2 separate regions of the Sus scrofa genome follow, and region 2 is linked to region 1. The links are chromatin contacts, called in public Hi-C maps. All regions are on one chromosome and are shown on one strand. The core of a region is the stretch at or near the end of the contact, and the rest is flanking DNA. Distances in the headings are between cores, read along the strand shown.

Region 1 (7,285 bases), core at 1,531-4,030:
TTGAAATCATTTTATTTGAAATTAATTTTGTATAGTAAAAAATTTCATTTTTGAATATTCTGTGCAGCACTATGCATAGCACTTTACACATATTAACTCATGTAATCTTTCTATTAATACCCAATGATATGGGTTCTGTTTTATTAAGTCCATTTTATAGACAAAAAAATCAAGACACAAATACGTACTGTGACTTAGCCTAGAGTCAGTGTGCTGAATGGTAAAGCCTGAGCATTTATGTCCAAGGATTGTTGTCCATTGAAGTAATCTTAATTGAATGGGTTATTTCAATAAATAATTAGGTCAGGTCCATAAAAAACTAAAGTAAGATAAAGGGAGGGATCTGAGTACATATATTTCATTTAAAGTAGCTTTTGTAGTGACTGTGTATATAGCCTTGCAGATGAACATAACCATTTCACCACATCACAATTTATTAATTATAGCATCATCTTTTTCTTTTTTTCAGTTCTACTTGAAGAATACAAATGCTAAATAAAAATGAAATTTCTTCTATACCCAGTAATAGACCTGATGCCTCTGAGCAGCAGCCAAAAGAATGGGCATTCCTATTATCTCTTTCAGACTTGTAGCCCTAGTGCTGACTATCCTGAGAAGCTAATCACTTAGGGAACTTATTTACCTTGGTCTGTCTTTGCTTTCCTTCCATGAGGAGTTAGATGAGGGAAACTCTGGGTAGTAGGAGTTGATATATCACACAGGAATTTTGAAGATCTAATTGGATAGAATCATGGCTGTGCATTTGACAGTCAGTATCAACGTTATTGAACCTGTTAATGTATACTCTCTTGCTGTCCCTAGCTCAGAAACATTTGTCCTGATAACACATATTCTTTCTTTGCACATTTTATTTCTTTCTGCTTGGTAATTGTCTTTTTAAAAATTAGCAATTGTAGCGAGTTTCCCTTGAGGCTCAGTGAGTTAAGAACCTGACATCATGTCCATGAGGATGCAGGTTCGATCCCTGGCCTTGCTCAGTGGGTTAAGGATCCGGTGTTGCCACAAGCTGTGGTGTAGTTCAGAGATGTGGCTCTGATCTGCTGTGGCTGTGGCTGTGGTGTAGGCCTGCAGCTGTAACTCATATTTGAACCCTAGCCTAGGAACTTCCATATGCCACAGGTGTGTCCCTAAAAAGGAAAAAAAAGGAAAAGAAAAAAAAATTAGCAACTGTAAAATTTCTTAGAAAGTATAATAATTGGATGATTAAGGGGAGACATTTAGAATTTGTCAGTTTTCAAATACTTTGGGTGGGGAAGGGGGTGCTTATTTCTTCTTGATCATCCTAAGAAGTTGAATAAGGTATTAAAAATTTGTATATAAATGTCTTGAAATGGTTTAAATAGAGAAAATTTATAGTAAATATCATATATATATTTATAGCATATAGACTCCTTATTTCTAGAAAAATTTCTTTGTATTCTAGTTCTGTATATCTAACTGCTTACTAAATATCTCCTATTAGATGTCTCTGAGCGCTAACATACAAGGGTAATGATGATCTCTCTCAAACCTGATTCTCAGTAAATGGAACCAGTAACCATTTGGTTGTACAAGTCAGAAATCTGGGGTGTATATCCCAGTACTGTTTTTCATACCTATGCTGCCTTATTCCATTTCTCAAGGATTCTCTCCTTAGGAAAACCTCTTATTTACCTGTCCAGTATAAGTTAGGTTTTTCCTTACAGGTGCTCATGGTAACTAAATTCCTTTTCTTTGCTCTCATTTTATAATTATGCATTCATTTGATTAGTCTTTCTTCCCCACAATATAGTAAACATCATGAGAGTCTAGGTAGTCAGTGTCTGGTACAAACTAGGTGCTCAGTAAAGATTTGTTGAATGAATATGAGTATTCATTCCTTTCTGATGTTTGTCAATAGTTATTTTTTTTTTCCCCTTAAGGAATAAGCAGCAAGTGTCTTTCTCATCGAGCAATCTAATTACTTGACATTAGTGTGCTGATTTGGTTTTTACTCTTATCTCCAGTCACAGTGCATGATATTCAAGTTTTATTTTCGAAGTTGTGAATCTAAGACTATTTTGGTTACTTTTTATCTGTTTGTGTATTTGGTGAATTAATTTTTTTTGGATTATGTTTTGACTCATGTTTTGTAACTTAAGTTTATGCATTGGGACCTGTTGTTGATGTCTGTGGCTTGAATCATTCTATAGCTTATTCTAATATTCGTTTACTGAAAAGTATATTGAGCAAAATACACTTTTTAGTAAGATGCATGAAACAGCAGCTACTTGCACAGTGTTATTACAGTGGCATCTTGATCTCTGAAAGCACCAGTATGAAAAGAAAATCTGAGAGATGTTTAAGCTTTGGGAAGCTATAGTCTAGTTACTCACTTGGCATGTATTTCTTTCAAGAGAGGAATTTTACTTTGGAGTACTGATAAGATGTTTTGATACTAGGATTAGCTAAACCTTTTAGATGAATTAGAAATAGTCCTGAATCTTTACGGGAGAAGATCAAGAGGCAAAAAAAAAAAAAAAAAAAAAACCCAAACAAACAAACAAACAAACTAAGCAACTGGTACATAAAAATGAGTGGTCAAATCTTTTTCATCATTGCTATTGTTCTCTGTAGAAATACTGAAAACTGAGAAATAAGTGCTTGGAGGTATTCGAAGCTTTTACTGGTTTAAATTAGTGCTTTTGCCTCTTTGGGGATGACTGGGGGAATGAAAATCTAGTTCTTTATCAGTATAGGGGTCCTGAGCTTGAAAATTATGTATAGATACTTGCTTGAGTTCTTCACTCTGGTTGTGGCTGGGGAAGCAGGTCTGATATGTCACTGTTTTCTATTCAATTCTGATCTTATTCTTCCCGTGTCCTAGTGTATTATTTGTATTTCACACACTCACAGAGGCACCAGAAACATTTTTCTGTCTCACTGTAAGCAGTCTCCTGTCTTTCATGAGAGTAAAACCTTTCAGGAAGTTGGAGATTCTAGATTATTACATCAACTGTCAGTGATCTGAGAAAACTTTCTGTGTAAAAATTTCTTGTGCTGCTTCTACAGTTTTTGTTAAAGACAATACTGCCCTCTGGTGTCCAGAATCCAATTTCAATGCGTAGATTTTCAAACTGCTTTTTTTTACTCTTATAGTTTAGACCCCAGAATTCCTTAGAAAATTAAGTAACAGTTATTTAAAGATTTGTTTTAGTTTATTCCCTGGCTTGAAATCCATTGGATCAGGTAACTTGGGGTCATACTATAGACATCAATATAACAATACTTCTTATCTGATAGATAATATCCAAGATTTTTTTAAATATATTACTTTCCTCTGTTTATAAGGAAAGTGTTCTTAATTCTCATTTGAAAAATATGATACATTCAATCATTGACAACTTTTAAAAAGCTAAATCATTATTCTCTTTCCTTCACTTTTGTAATTTGTGTCATTTTTCATTTCATTCCGGATATAAATCGTAATTTCTTTTGCCTGTGTTTTTTCTTCACAAGCACGCCTTTCATATAATGATAGAGGTAAGATTCATTGATATTTATTTTATGGTTGTGGAACTTTTTGTGGATGCATACAAAACATTTTTTTCTTAGATTTTTGTTGTTGTTGCTTTATTGTGCATCCTTTATAGTTTATAAATTTATGTTATAGTTTTTCCCGCCGCTTTTAGTATTAAAAACTTGATTGATTTGCCACAGTAATAGTTTTTGGTCCTAAAGTATTGTTAACAGTGTTTATACTTATCTAAGGTGAAATGTAGAAACAACTGTTTTAGCTGGTTAGATGTTAACACATAATGGATATATTTTTAGCTTTGAAAACCTTATATTGGTTATTTTTATAGTATGTCATTAGCTTAAATGCCAGCATGTACTCATTTTTAACAGGGGCTGACTTTCAGGTCGAACACATTATCTTTCAATGCGAAATCTATATTTTCAGGTAGTTTTTTTCATCTTTAGCATCTTGAACAAGTGGACTAGCTAGAGAAGTGGTAACTTGATCTTTTGCTGTCTGCAAATTTAAGGCTTTATTTAGATTTAGAACTCACTTTTCATTTGGAGAAGTCAGGATAAGTAAAATGATCGCAGACTGCTTTACATCTCTTCATTTCTAGTCGTTTATTCCACTATTGGTTATAGTAATGATCCTGAGTAGTGGTGTTGGAGTGGGGGACACTTTTTCCAGCTATTGTCCTTTGTTGCTTCTCAACATGATGTCTTCTGATGCTGTAATTTTCATATATAAACAAGAAGAGATGTAATCAAAGCCATGTTCTAGTGCATATCTTTTTAACTGTGCAAAATAGCATGGACACTGCAAGAAAACTGGAACTTAGTAAATGTTTTCAGGAATTTTATAGTCCTTATAGTTGCCCCTCTAAAAGTGGTTTTTCTTTGTAGCAGGACAGAGCCATGTTTTATGGGTAACATCAGAATGTTGTCATTATGAGGTTTAAGTCAAATTTGTCTCCCCAGGTGTTCATGTATTTTAAAGGTATAAATCTTCATTCCTAGAAACAAAAATTGAGTTTTTAGTAAATACATTAGTAAAATGGTGCTAATAAACTGGAAATCATTTCTAATATTCTTGGATTATTGGATAAGTAAAAGCTAGATATGAGAAAGGCTGTTAAAGCTTCCTATAAATGAAGTGAAGGGCTGAAAAGTATGAAGTAGGAGAATATTCTAATAATTTTTTATTAAAAAATCAAAAAAGTATATTGAAAGCTATAATGATATAGAGTTCTTTTGAACCTAACCTTTTAAGAATTATAGAGTATTATTTAAAAATACATATCGTTTCTAAAAGTTTTGACACTTCAAAGGAATGTGTCTTTGTAGACCTTTTTCTCACTCTTTGAAAGTTGGCCATTGTTCTCCTTAATTTAAGCTTTTTACTTATAGGTAATTTTGACAAAGCATATTATCAGGCTGTTATGATATAATCCTGACTGTAATGGTAATATCATTAGGAGAATGATCTAAGATTTCTTACTGAAATAATGGTAGCTTAGAAACTTTCTAAGCAGAGTCTTGAAAACTTATGGGAACTCTGAAGTTTATATATACATTCGAAAAACATACAGTGATTTTTTTTTTTCTAAGCATAGGCATTGGAAATTATTGTTTCCTAAAACTAAGGTTAATATTTTATTAAAGTCATATTTTGAATCTCTGACACATTCTTAATTTGGGGTGTGGATTGAGTTATCTAACCCCTATTTTATAGACTGAATCATATTCATGTGGTTAGTCCTCTTTGGAATAGAGAATGGGTAATGTGTATGTTATCTAGGGAGACGTTATCAGTCAATTTATAAAAGTTATTTAAAAATCTTAGTGTTTAAGTATAATGACATATTATTTTTGGTTATTTTTCCTCTTTAGCTTTTAACCTTTGTCTTCATACTTTAGTTTTTAGCATCCCTGCTTTGAAAATAGGACTTTTCTAACTTATTTCTTCTAAAAGAGGGGAAATTGTTGACTTTATAAAGTTTTTCAAACTGAATTTTTTCTGTTTATTTAGCATAATTATTCTTTTATGCATGTATCTAATAATTCTTGGACTTTGAGCACTGAGTGGTTTCATTTGCCTCTAGAAGAGTGGGTTTCAACTTTCTTCCCTCCTGTCTCCACATTCACATAAGTCATATACTGCTATCAGTGGCATCTCTTATTACAGGTATACATGGTCAGTGAAGGGATAAGGGAGGGACTGTTTAGTTTTGTTAAAAGTTCTCCAGAGAAAGTCTTATGTCCCCTCCCACTGAGAATCATAACTTGAAGCACCATACTTCTGTAAGATTTGTATCTGACTTCCTTGACCTGTCACTCTACTAAATTAAAACAATCTTCAGCTCTACTAACTTTTCATGTTTTGAATGTGAAGGGAAAGCAACTTTTGTAGGCATTCAAAAAATAAATATCTGATGTTAAAATGAATCACAGGAAGTCTTCTGGTTTATCATACTGGTTTAAAATAGGAATTCTCAAACCATTTTATAAAGATTGTCTAGTTTAGAAGAAGAAGGTACTTTTTAATACTTTGCAATGTGTCTCTTTCTGAGGGTCTTTCTAATGTAGATGTTAACTTTTAAGAATCTTGAGCAGCACCTATGGCTGAATAATGCCTAAAGGGAGCACTAAGACCTGAGAAGGTTTTTTTGTTTGTTTGTTTGTTTTTGTTTTTATTTTTTTTTTTTAAGGAGGGGAGAGTAAAGACAGAGAGGACATGCACTGATGAAGGGGTGATTTACAATTTCCAAGTGTCTTAGGTGCCACCCACTATCATAAAGTCTGTTGCTACTGCCACAGAAATTTTAATTCCCCCTTACAATACTCATGCAGACCTTCAGACATGTTACTACTTTCCTCTGGAGGCTTTCCAAAAGGCTTTCTACCTCTTGCTTTAGTGGTAGATAATGAACTAACAGAATGCTTTCCATGAAAGTTTGCCCCTATGCTTTGTATAGGGAGGATTCCTAGGTGATCTGACATGCTGTACCTGTATTCATATACTATGTTCGCTCCATTTAAAAAATTAACTATAGCAGTACCCTTCGCTTTCATACCTTATTATCTACAATGATGACCACTAATTTCTGAATTATTATTTGTACTTTCTTTGCCAGTTAGTCCCAAAGCACAAATAATATCTCAGATCAATTCTGCAAAGTAATTATAAACAAAGGGATGAATTATTACTAGGGGGAAAATTATAGTGAACAGAATAGTTTGGCTGTAGCAACACTAACTTACAAATTTCTTTTATGTGCTTTGTATTTGATATACCAATTTGTAATGTGTTTGAGAATGGCTCTGGATATTTCTAACATGAAGAAAGATTTAAAGTTAAATACTCATTGGGGAAAGTAATGGATTTTGAGGAGAGGTTTTCTCTGAGACATAGCCATAATTTGCTGTTTCTGGCACATTTCCAATCTTTGTCCTATAAAGAAGTATCAACTGGATGAGATCATTGAAATACTGTTAGTAGTGTCCTGAAGGTCACAGATATGTATAAATATATGTGTATAGCAATAATGTTGAATGTTATTATGAAAACTCTTAATTCAAGTTCCTTGCCTTGTGATCTTATAGATAATTAGTAATTCTTTAGAACTCAGTTTTGGCAAGATTGAATTTACTGTCATTTGTACGTGTTTACCATTTCTGTCAATTGATATTCCAGTATACTTTTTTCTGATATTTAGAAGTGATATGTATCAAGTGCTCCTTTTTAATAATATTATTATTATTTATCTATAGGACCCAGGACCAC
Region 2 (7,285 bases), core at 3,007-5,506, 880 kb before region 1:
ACTAGGTAAGCCTGGAATTAAAGCCACTTGATTAGAAAAGCATATAACATGATCAGGGTAAAAAAGTTCTTTATATTTATTTACATCTCACAGAGCAATAATAATTAAAGAATGTATTCAAATATCCTCAGTGCCTAGCACATTGCCTGTCATTTAATGAGTGTTCAATAAATATTTGTTGAGTTAAAAGCCAGTTCATGAGGAAATAATATAGATAACCCTCACTTTCCCTCTTGTGGATAAAGAGCCTGTTTTGCAAGGTAGTTTAAGAATCAGTAGGGAGTTCCCGTCGTGGCGCAGCGGTTAACGAATCCGACTAGGAACCATGAGGTTGCGGGTTCGGTCCCTGCCCTTGCTCAGTGGGTTAATGATCCGGCGTTGCCGCGAGCTGTGGTGTAGGTTGCAGACGCGGCTCGGATCCCACGTTGCTGTGGCTCTGGCGTAGGCCGGTGGCTACAGCTCCGATTCAACCCCTAGCCTGGGAACCTCCATATGCCGCGGGAGCGGCCCAAGAAATAGCAAAAAGACAAAAAAAAAAAAAAAAAAAGAATCAGTAGGACAATAATTACTATAGGCTTTTGATAAATTTGGAAATTAAAAGTCTACATTAAGTTTTGTGTTGGTTTCTCTGTCTCTAAAGTATAATACCTTGCTTTCTAAAATGAACCTAGAAAAACATTTTTTTTCTACAAAAGAGCCAAGTATTCTTTAGACACCAAATTAAACCAGGGTTTATCTTTAATGCATAGTTATTGAATAAATGTGTTTCCCAATATTGCCCACAATTTCCTCTCTTCTATTACAAATATTCATCCAACATGAGCATATTTTAGACTGGTCAAAATCAACACCTCTATTAAACAGCATTTTCCTCCAGTCAATATTTTTTCTCATTCAAACATTTACTTTCAGCAATCCTAAAACTCCAGAGATCTAAATATAGGCAACCTCAACTTGAAAAAATTCACAGCTAAAACTAACATATACTCTATGCCAATCTGTGCACCAGCTGTGGATTAAAATGTGCTGAAAAGCAGAACATTTTGTCTCTCTTCAATGATCAAATAGTCTCCAGCATATACAACTCTCTGTTTAATGGAAAGAGGGTGGTGTGGCAGAAGAGGGAGAAAAATCTAGGTGATTTTGTTTAGAGGTATCCAGAGGTGCTGAAATCGACTTAATTTATAGATATCACCTTAATCTTTAAACAAAAACCTCTGTGAGTACTAAGTAGGGGCAGGGAGAGCAGTGCTAACTGAGATTCTTGGAAGGGGAGTATCTTTTTTACTTTTCCGAATTCCTTTTAGATTTGCCTCCTGTTTATTTTCTGGCAAACATTTAAAAATATCTGTCCAAATGAGGTCGCATATGCAGACTGTAGAAATTCCTTGTATCTGTACATTTCCAAGGAAAAATGACAGATTTATTACAGGGGCAAACACTAGCCAAAAAATTAATTTAATATTTGAACTCTCTTGAAAAATGTGAATGCATTTTTATATTAATACAGTATTTACCAATATGAATTCTTCTAATATTTGTAAGATAAAATTGCTGAACTTTTTTTTCTAGAATCTCATAGATTATACATTCTTTGTTTATTCATTCATTTTAAATAACCTCAAAAACTGTACAGGGATTATCTAGCACAGGATGTCTTACTTAAAAAGACTGGTTGCTAACCTGACCTGCTCAATGAAGCACAGCATCAAAAGGAAAAGAAAAAAATTCTGAAAATTCATGCTGAGTATGTTCCCAGTATTTTGCAGAATGGTTATATTTTAGTAAAGACTTTTGTCTAGTGGCAGAACAATTTGTTTTACTTATTTAGCTCCCCAAAGTGAAAGTTCTGTTGTCTTCTAGCCACTTGGGAAAACAGAAAAATAGTTACAATCATAATCAGCTTGTATTATCTCATTTTAATGAGCTATAACTTAAAATTCTTCACCATAATTTTATAAAGACAAAGTATGTGAATGCTAATTAGATTTCTAAATTTGAAATAATTATTCACTGAGAGTCAAAATGAAAATCTTACATTAAAGGAAAAAAATATTTAAGGAAAAATATTTGTACATCTGTGTATCAAATTAAAACATGTAGATTCCTTATCTTTAGTGTACAATTTAAAAAGTAGAACTATTGAAAATCAAAGTAATATAAGTAACATCTTTCTTATATTTAAACAGGATTTTATGCGTACATATTTTCTTTTTATGGCCACACCTGAGCCATACGGAAGTTCCTAGGCCAGGAGTAGAATCGGAGCTGCAGCTGAGACCTACACCATAGCCATAGCAACACTGGATCTGAGCTGCATCTGTTACCTACACAGCACTTGCAGGAACACCAAGCGAGGCCAGAGATCAAACCCTCATCCTCATAGACACTATGTCAGGTTCATAACTCTCTGAGCCATAGTGGGAACTCCCAGGATTTTGTACTTCTAAAAATACTTTCATTATCTCATTTTGAACTTTAAAACTACACTTTGAGATACAACCCCCCCCCAAAAAAAACAGGTACTATTATTCCTAAATTCTGAATAAGAACATAAATGAAGTGATTTTACAAGCCTTAAAGCTGATCTCAGTCAGTTTTTTTTCAGATTTTTTTAAATTTCAAACTAATACACACATGCATACACACATACACTGAATTACAATGAGATAGCCAAATAAAAATTAGACTCAAACTTGTCATGTACCATAAAAGGATAAAAAAGCAGAAGTTGATATAGGCATTAAAATAAAAAGATATAAGCAATCAGTTCAACTAAAGTCAAAGCATGGGAAAAAAGAGGAAAGAATGCATAAATTATTGGAATTTTAAAAGCCACTGTCTTTCCTTCCAATACACACATACACCCCTAATTAGAAATCTAAATGTGAATTTCACAAAATAAGGCCATACCAAGGAAGTTAAAAGCAGCACAGCATAGGTTAAGAACCACTTGATTATAAACTATAATCAGCCCACTTCGATTGACCTTTTAGGCATGATCAGAGGTTTTGTCACTGAATTTTATAGTTTAGTTTAGTTTTGTTTTGTTTTTTTTTTAACCCAGCCAACTTAAATTCTCTATCCTCAACTAGCTTTAAAAGGATACATTATTAAATATACCATGTAAGAGCCACCATTTATGTTTCCCTTTACACTAGTCTTTTGACGGAGAGAATACATAACACTCATCTTAATGGAATCATAGCCAAAAAATATCAGACTTTCTTTTAAATTCAACATCAAAACGCCTCTCAAATAACTAGTTATATACATATTTTTAATTTTCAGTTTCAAATATTGGGTACTGTCCCTAGTCAGATATCAGAGGCAAACATTGTTGATTCTAGAGAATTTGCTCTGAAAATAAAATTGGCCAAATGTTGAGCTCAGTTAAATAGCAGTCTATACCACTTAGGGTTATGAAAGTCCCACTTGTCTTCACATTTTTTTAATCCTATAACACCTCACGGTGTCTTAAATGCCCAGCAGATCTAAGATTCTGAAGGTCACTGAAGAAATGCCAATGTTATCAGCATACACATTAACACATCTAACACAACTAGTGCTTATCAGCTATCGACACCTCAACTTGGATTCAACTAATCAGTTAAATCAGTTACCTGGCAGGGGACTTGAGAGAATAAAATATAGGATTTGTACATTTTAATTAAGAGAAAATGTGACAAACAGGCTCTCTTGTGAAGGAGAAAGAGTAGGTATAATTTGGAAAATAACAGTGAAGGGCAACCAGGGGTTTACAGGGAGGGGATTAAACCCTGGAGGAATAGATTACTCTTTTGCTTTTTCCAGCTTCATGAAAATCTGCAGGTCTAGGCTTATCTTTGGTTCAAAATCAGCCATTGTGATTTTTTGCAACAGACACATTCCGCATTTGACTTCTCAAATGCTCACCAAATTCCAGCATCTACTCTATCACACATATAGGAGCCTATGGAGCTTGGCAGGGAAGCTGTTAAAGTGTTTCTACTCTAAGGTCTCCTACACCTGGTGTATCAGAGATGGGAGGCACTGCCAAAGTGTGATACCTGCCTCAGTTTTCTTGCCAAATTCTCTGTCTTTAAAGCTGAAGCTCAGGCCTCTCATGCCCAAAACCACCAAATGCTGGGTAAAGAGAAAAACAGGAGAGGAACACCTTCATTATCACATACATATCTGAGAAGCAAGAGGTTTGACCTGTGAATAAAAAGATAGAGTCTTGAGCGAGGGGGGTGGTACTTCCCAGCTAGGGGAGGCACCACAGTCTATACTTCAAAGAAGATCCAGGAAATCCATACCACTGGACAAGAAAAAGAAACATGAGAAGAGTTACTTGCACAGTCTAATTTACTTAGATTTATTCTGCCTGGAGGAATTTTTTTTTTTAGTATTTATTTTTTTCTTTTTTGCAACTAATTCATGTTAACTAGAAAAGACTTGGAAAACATAGAGATGAAACTATACATCACCTGAGATTCTACCACCTGGACATAATCACTAATAACATCTTCATGTATTTCTTCCCAATCTGTTCTTTTCCTCTGCATACATAGGTGTAGATAAAAATAGACAGACAGATTTTGCCTCATATAGTACATAGGGTTGTTTAACCCTTTTTATCCCTCAATTATTTGTTGTGGAGGTTTTCCTAGTCATCCAGATTCTATAACATGATTTAGAGGTTACAGGGTCAAGAATGCGGTATGGTAGGCCGCCTCTGGGTGCTGATGACCCACAGGGACTCACAGGCAAACTGACATTGCCTAATTCTTACCAGTCTCCTCCCTCCAATGTTGCAACACTCTGAGGCCTGGCTCCTTGCCAGAGGAGCCACCTCTAGGCCAAGTCCCCAGTGTGACACCACTTAACTTTGGGTAGTACACAGCCTACACCTCCCTTAAGCCTATGACACTGAACCTAGCTGGAAAAAAAAAAATCTGCTCAACTGTCCACAATATTTGAACTACTAGCCTTGGGTTAACTGGCCACCTGTGCCAGAGTCAACAACTTACACAGCCTCATTTCTTCAGCCCCACCTGATTCTATTTTCCTCCCTGCTTGCCCCTGTAGGTCAGAGGCCAGCACATCCTCTTTCCAAGCCCCTTTCTATAATGAGAAGCATACAAAGGGCATGTTGATAAAAGCAAATTGTCATGCATTATATTATCTTGCCTGATGATCCCCATTTAGGTGCTTGGATTTTAGGCTGTCAGTACCTGATGCAGATCTTCTCAATGAGGGAAGGGATCATCTTTGGCCTTTTCATTCACCTGGTCATATTCATTCACCAGTTACTTATTATTATATTATCATTATTATTATTATTTTGCTGCTCTACCCAGATCTTGCCCTAGACATCAAGGCTCATTGCAGCCACTCTCCTACTCTAGTCATAGCAGCATTCAGCATCCTGTGTCCCCAGGCAGGTCCTCTATAAATGGTTTTGCATCAGGTTCCACAAATGATGACATTGCTGATGTGGCCTGATTGCTGATGTGGCTTGAAGGTGAGGGGGTGACCACATTCCCTATGAAGAGGGGGTCTCTGAGCACACACTGGGTTAAGGTGTGCCCTGCAGGACTGAAGCAATGGCCTGTGGGTGGGGACCACTGGGTGGATGTCTGGGGACCTGCTAACAGAAGCCCTGCAGCATCACACACTTTTTTTTTTTATTAAAGTATAGCTGATTTACAATGAAGTGTACAGAAAAATGATTCTTTTTCAGGTTCTTTTCCATTGTAGAACATTTATTTATTGAGCACTTACTATGTGACAATTGCTATGTGACATGATCTGGTCTTTAGGGAACCTACATTCCAGAGAAGGAGATTAAAAAGATAAAGACAACTGAAAAACACAATAATTAAAAGTATAAAAAATGTTATCAAGAAACAAAGACAGAGGTTGAGATAGGGAGTACTTAAGGGACTGATTTTAAAGAGTATAATCAGGAGGAATTCCTAATGTGGCACAGCAGAAATGAATCCAACCAGTATCCATGAGGATGTGGGTTTGATCCCTGGCCTCGCTCAGTAGATTAAGGATCTGTCATTGCCATGAACTGTAGTGTAGGTCCCAGACACGGCTCAGATCCCACATTGCTGTGGCTGTGGTATAAGCTGGCAGCAGCAGCTCCAATTCAGCCCCTAGCCGGGAACTTCCATTTGCTGCAGGTGCAGCCCTAAAAAAGAAGAAGAATACACTCAGGAAACACAATCCTGAGGAGGTTTCTAGCACAGTGGGGAGATTTCCTTTCCTGGGATCTCAAATAATTAAATTCTTCCCCTTACCATTTTCTACAGCACCTATACATTACAGACCAGAAGGCTAAAATCCTTAGGACTTTATACCATTTCTGGCCCATGTGTCCTTAGGTCTCACAAGTGCCCAATGCATATTCCTTCTCACTAAAATATATCTATTGCCACCTCACTTGAAGTGCTTAAATTCCCATCAGGAATGAGTTAAAGGATTAAACATTATAAAATGCATTTTTCTCCAGCCGGCAGCAGTTCAATGCATAAATTATGCCTTTGATCCTGGCAACTCTTCAGCAACTAAAAAGATGTTTGAAATAGGAAAACAGGAAATACCACAGAGAAATGTGTCTCTTTGTTTCGTTGGAGAAAAACCTTTGCATCAGAGGTGGTACAGTAGTGAAAGAAGCTAGAGTTTAAGAGTGAGCCAAACCTTGGAACTGAATTCCTGCTCTGCCGCTTGCTTAGTATGGTCCCCTAAGGCAAACTACTTAACCACACTGAGCCTCAATTTCTTCATCACAGGATGAGAATACAGTACACCATGCAGTATAGATCTAAGAAATAGAAACAATATATGTAAAGCCTTAGCACACTGCTCTCACATGGAGACACTTTCTACATAGCTATTGTTATCAGTACTTAATAACTTTGTGATGTACGAATCGCCATCCCCATTGTATCTATACACTATACTCATATTACGCTCCTCTTGCTCCGAGGAGTTAAATGATTCACCCAGAATTGGAATCGAGGTGAAGATTTGACTCCAATACTATGTACTTAACTATGTTTTGGAGCCCTGGGAAGGACTCAAATGTAAATAGTATCTTTGCAGAATCCATAAGCGGTATAAGGTCATCAAAAGGAAGAACTGGCAGGTAGAATATTATTTGGTGCCAGGATGTACATTAGAATGAAGAACATGACAAAGGGAGCACCAACTTGCCTGCGACTGCAGTAACTCAGGGGGGTGTGTGCGCAAGGATCAGTGAGCAAGTGAGCAGGAAGGATAAGGAAGGTGGGAT

The links. Hi-C and Micro-C count contacts between places; a contact is called where the count stands out from the background.
Region 2: a Hi-C map of omental adipose tissue shows a contact between it and region 1, with 2.1 times the contacts expected there. The contact joins two enhancer-like sites. A contact is called at or near these places in 2 of 47 Hi-C or Micro-C datasets (heart right ventricle and omental adipose tissue).

Annotation. Positions count from the first base shown.
Region 1 is chr15:4,192,181-4,199,465 of Sscrofa11.1, reverse strand. ACVR2A (activin A receptor type 2A) reads left to right here. Exons shown (of 11, transcript NM_001204765.1): 5 at 7,273-7,285. Among named protein-coding and RNA genes, the nearest start is that of ACVR2A, 63 kb to the left of the region's middle. Within about 2 kb of position 2,780, at least 4 of the 83 cell types and tissues checked have an H3K27ac peak or open chromatin away from gene starts, as enhancers often do. A contact at or near this core is called in omental adipose tissue, where this site is marked.
Region 2 is chr15:5,075,277-5,082,561 of Sscrofa11.1, reverse strand. No RefSeq gene overlaps it. Among named protein-coding and RNA genes, the nearest start is that of ACVR2A, 820 kb to the right of the region's middle. Within about 2 kb of position 4,256, at least 2 of the 83 cell types and tissues checked have an H3K27ac peak or open chromatin away from gene starts, as enhancers often do. A contact at or near this core is called in omental adipose tissue, where this site is marked.